Regions from separate parts of the Hordeum vulgare genome. Here region 1 is linked to region 2. Evidence: chromatin contacts called from public Hi-C data. All regions are on one chromosome and are shown on one strand. Each heading gives the region's core, a stretch centred on a gene start, on an enhancer-like site or on the middle of the called end of the contact. The rest is flanking DNA. Distances are from core to core; before and after follow the strand shown.

The links. Hi-C and Micro-C count contacts between places; a contact is called where the count stands out from the background.
Region 1: a Hi-C map of leaf shows a contact between it and region 2, with 3 times the contacts expected there. The contact joins two enhancer-like sites. A contact is called at or near these places in 2 of 6 Hi-C or Micro-C datasets (leaf and seedling).

The regions. Positions count from the first base shown.
Region 1 is chr2H:201,402,460-201,405,159 of MorexV3_pseudomolecules_assembly, forward strand. No RefSeq gene overlaps it. Among protein-coding and RNA genes, the nearest start is that of LOC123425834, 8.4 kb to the right of the region's middle. Within about 2 kb of position 1,277, at least 2 of the 3 cell types and tissues checked have open chromatin away from gene starts, as enhancers often do. A contact at or near this core is called in leaf, where this site is marked.
Region 2 is chr2H:201,003,605-201,006,304 of MorexV3_pseudomolecules_assembly, forward strand. No RefSeq gene overlaps it. Among protein-coding and RNA genes, the nearest start is that of LOC123429911, 140 kb to the left of the region's middle. Within about 2 kb of position 1,422, at least 1 of the 3 cell types and tissues checked has open chromatin away from gene starts, as enhancers often do. A contact at or near this core is called in leaf, where this site is marked.

The sequences.
Region 1 (2,700 bases), core at 27-2,526, 400 kb after region 2:
AAGACGGACCGCACCGAATCCTATTTGACACCGTAGGCGCTTGTTAATGTGTATTTTGCAAACGAGTGCATTCAGCACCCCGTGGTGGGCTGACCCATCTCACCCTTTTTCCTTTCAGTTGTGACGACGTAAAAGGAGCAGCACAGCGGGGTATCGAACTCCTGATCTCCACTTCGAGTTAACACACAGTAACCACCGCGTCACGTCGACCAACATGACGACTAACATTCTTTTGCATCTTTTCTTATTTCTTTTTGGCTTTTTCATTTTTCGTTTTTTGTTTTTGTTTTCTTGTTTTTTATTTTGTTTTTCCTTTTTCTTCTTCGCGGCTCGATGATTTTTTTTATAATTCGTGAATTTTTTTCTTCAAATCGATGAATTTTTTTCAAATTCGATGAAATTTTATCAAATTGAATGAACATTTTTAAAAATTCAGTGAACTTTGTTTCCAAATTCGATAACTTTTTGACAATTTGACGATTTTTTTCAATTTTGTAGATTTTTTTGAAAATCCATGATTTTTTCCATTTCTATGACTTTTTTAAAAATTGATGAACTTTTTATCAAATTTGATGAACACTTTTTGAAAATCAATGAACCTTGTTCAAGTTCTTGAACTTTCCTCAAAAATGATGAACTTTTTTCAAAATCCATGAACTTTTTCTAAAGAACGATGAACTTTTATTCAAAATCGATGAACTTTAATTGAAAATAGATGAACTTTTTTCAAAACTTTTGAATTTTTTTCATAACTGAATTTTTCTAAAGAACGCTGAACTTTATTCAAAATTGATGAACTTTTTTAAAACTTATGAACTTTATAAAATTGAATATACCTTTTAAAAAATGATGTACATTTTTCAAAATCGATGAACTATTTTTCAAAATTGATGAACTTTTTCCAAATTAGTGAACTTTTTTGAAATCATTGATATTTTTTTGTAATTCATGAAAATTCTTTGTATTTGTGGTTTGTTTTGAGTTTGTGAAATTTCAAATTTTCTTCACATTGTTTTTCAAAAATCATGTTTTTCTAAATTTCTATATGCAGTAAATAGCGGGACACAGATTTTTGGGACATGCGGCTACGCGCTACCGAAATCCCAAACGTCCATAAGCGCAGCATGGTTACTACTTAATATAGGGCCGTGCTCAATACTTGGCGCATTATTCATGTTCGCACAAAAATACGTCGCAGAATACCTCACATGAGTGGGCCAGAGGTCACTTATATTCGTACATATACCGGCTTGGCTGGTAGCGACTCCTCTGACAGGCCGGGTATGTTATAACTGCTCTGGACATGGGCAATCATCCATAAGAGCCGGTCTCGCTCATGGTGTGGACTGTATTTTTTTTCTTCAAGTTGTGTCGTGTAGAAAAGCAAAGGAACAAGAGGAGATGACTTCAGCAGAAATGGAGATTAACAGGCTAGCGTATCGACACTACACTTTATTCGGAGTCCTTTGTTTATTTTGTTAGGACTGAACACGTTGATCTTGTCCGACCCTTAGCATGCCAGACATTTTTTGGGGTGAGTTCTGCATTGGGGTGCTTAAGGGGAACGTGAGAGTTGTGTGTTTTTCCTGATTCGACGGTTCTTTCCACCTATTTAGGTAGGCTCGATACCAAGCGAGATGGGTTCAGCAGAACAGAAGCACAAAGCTTCGAACTCAATTTGATCCTTTGATTTAGATCCTTCAGCATGGCATTAGGGCTGAGTTAAGTTTCATTCTTGTGGTATTGGCATGTGAGAGGTTTCGGTGGATATTCTAGTTTGGACTGTTTTAGGGGATCATGGGAGACGAAGGTTCATCTATGATGAATGATGATTTTAATCATTTCAGGGTTCCTTGATTGCCTGCCATGCATTTACAACGGGGGTGACAGACATTTAAAGAAATGTCGGCAACATGTGGGAATTGTATCATGGATGAATCTTGATTAATTTGTGAGGAGATTACCATGGTTAGATATTTATGTGCTTGCGATGTTTTGTGTGTGCAGCTAGTCTTTGTCAGGAGATTATCATGGTTAGATATTACCGGAAACCTTGATTAATTTGTAATGTTGAAGGAGAAACTGAACTCATCCTGCTACATGCAACGAATTCTTTTTAGCTGGGATGTGTACACGAGATGGATGAGAGAAAATCGATGTAGAACTTACACCGTGACATCCATCCATCCATAAGCACCGGCCACGCTCATGGCTTTCACACTGATGGAGGTGGTGTGGCGCGCGTTGGGATGAATTCCTCGAGAGCTGTTTTTTTTGCTCTATTAATGATTTTCCACTGTGCTGCGTTTAATGGAATGGGACAGTGTCAAAACCGGCCCAACCAAGGACGTGCAGGGTGTGGGATCAAATCTCACGAGAGCTGTTTTTTGCGCTATTAATGATTTTTCGCTGTGCTGCTTGTAGTGGAATGGGTCAGCATCAAAACCGGCCCAACGAAGGAATGTGAAGGCGTCAAGTTACCTACTCGGTGCTGAAGGCACCAACTATGGGTTTTCGTTCAGTGATGCTAATCCACGGGCAGAAGATACTTGGATTTTGTTTGTTTTTCTTCCGACATTTATCTGGATTGGTCATAACACGTGCGAGTGCCACAAGATAAATAATCTTTTTTGTGCAAGAAACCAACATTCAGTATAGTTGGATACCATAACAGCGAGCAAGAAACCAACATTCAGCATA
Region 2 (2,700 bases), core at 172-2,671:
CGGTGCGAGGATGCAACGAAGCTCTGGACGTGGACAACAAAGGGAGTACTTGTTATAAGACGTTTCTTGACATTGTCGGTATTCTATACACTACTGCTCGATTTTTATTCATTCTAGCATGTTGATATAGGAAAATTCAGTAAATTTATTTACAGCGTGTTCCTTGTGACGCTAGACAGAAAACTGCTACTTTAGTGAGCAAGCTCATGAGGAATGTTATCATAGCTAAAGATTCAGTGGAAGAAGTTTTCTCTGCCAATGGAGGACCATCTTATGAAATCAAATTCAGTCACAATAAGCACAGAAGTATATTTTATGGGTCAGGCTGATAAAGACTGGTGAAAGATTATGCTATGCAAGAGGGTGATGTTCTAGATTTAAATTTAGATAACGATGATCCGTACTTTCATGTTATACCGAGCGGGAATGGCATTCCTTTTAAGCCTTTGTTAATCAGGTAAATAATTCTACTTTTCTAATTTTGTATCAGACATGGTTCTGTATCAGACCCTAAAATTAGTCAGAGTGAAAGACAGCTCCTGTTTCCTGAAGCTTTAAATGGACTCAGTCAAAGACAAATAAAACGGATGAACACTTGTGTGTACACTCGAGGAATTACGAAATGAACATTGCACCAAGATCTTCATAGACCACACCCTATGGACTTTGAGCTTCACAGTCACCACTTAAAGCGAATACACAGAGAAATCATCAAAGAATACACCTTATTATTGAACATTAAAAAGGTAGTAGAAGAAAAGTTTTGACAGTTTGATAGCAACATAAATAGTAATAAGGTAACAAGTAACGCAAGTAATAGAGAGCAGCAAGTGGCCCAATCCTTCATTTTGCTAAGAACCAGTCGAAGGTGTTTCTTATAATGACTAATGCGCTCTTGAGGATGCACCGAATTTCGCCAAGTTACTTTCACCTTGATTCTTTGGGTTACCATTCATTGATTCACTAAGTGTTATGCGGGTGGATCGAGGCTAAGGTATTTTCGTAACTTGAACAATTACCTAGCAACATCCAAATTGTCCAGTTAGTATAGAAATAATAAAAAGAGCAAAGCTGATAGAAATCAATTGCTGCAGTACCTAAAAAATAGTCATTCAGTTAGAGTGCATTGATGATCTCCTTGTATAAAATATTCTGAGTCACATCTGCTTTATCTCCGTGATCATCCTTGATAAGAAACTTCAATCCTTGGCTAGAAGTACCATGAGAAAACAGTCTTAGGAAGATAAACACATAACTCTGAAAGTGTCTGCCCTTGACTTTTATTTATTGTCCTACTATAGCAAAGTTGGACAGGAATCTGACAACGACGCAAGGTAAACAGACATTTGGTGCTTGGAGCATTCAGAACAATCCTATGGACACAAACTCGCTGAGCTTTATTGCTACCGGTGATAACGTCACCCTCAAATAGTCTCTCTCCAATCCTTACTACCAACAAACGTTTTTCGTTACAAATACCTAGTGGCTCGTTCATATATTTCTTAAAAGCATAACAGGAACTCCAACTTTCAGAGCTATTTCATGTTCTGCAAAATATTTGATATTTATGGATGCAGAAGCTCTGGAGAAAATAGGAGACCAGCATCACCTACATGGTCGGTGCTCTTCAGAATACTGTCACAACTGAAAAAAGATCTAGAATTTCAAGGAACACGCCTGAAAAAAGATCTAGAATTTCAAGGAACACGCCAGAATGGTTGGGAAAAATAATAATCATATATACTGTCAATTTGGATGTGTGATTGAGCAATCAACAATAACTTGGCAAGCCATCACATGTGTTAAAATAGTGTTTGCATTAGATAGATGATGGGCAAGCATTTGGCACTTTCTCTAAGGCTCACAAAGTCATGTGGTTGTATTACATGGGATGCCTACTATGATATCACTCCGTTCCTAAATATAAGATGTTTTCGTAGCGTAAACTGAACTGACAAAACCTTTTATATTTAGGAACAGAGGTAGTACTCCCTCCTTTCCCAAATATAAGACCTTCTAGAGATTTCTATATGGACTATACATTGATGTATATAGACTTATTTTAGAGTGTACGTTCACTCATTTTGCTTCGTATATAGTCCATAGTGTAATCTCTAGAAGGTCTTATATTTAGAAACGGAGGGAGTACTATCTAAGGTAGTGAATGTCCTGTAGTTCTTTCTAGCTATATAATAGTAGTGCTTTAAGGTAGGGTGCATTCTTTGAACTTGTATATCATACTTTTAGCTCTTGTAGTTGAGAACTGCATTTGATTGTTTGCTCATCAGCTTGTGTTTTCTCTAGTTTTTATTTATTTATGGTCTTGATAGGTGTTTGTTTATTCAGCAGTAGTTTGAACCACATTTGTTCAAATGCAGCTAAGAACAGAATAGCAGGAAGAATAAGGAATTGAAGACCCTACCGGAACTGGTCCCCAATACGAACAAGGTGTACTTGTAGACTTAGGGAGCCTCTAAATAGGGAGCTATGTTTGATCAAGGTGATTTATGGCTCTCAAATGAAGATACTTATTTCTCTTTGGTGACATGTTTTCTATTGCTAGAATGGTTTTGAATGGAGAGTAGCCTTTTGGAATAGATGAATTGTCATGAACTTGAAGATGAAGGCAAGGTTTGTATTTAAGGGACCAGAATGCCACAAAGAATACCAAGCCAGATTCAACCCGCAGAGCACTTTTGA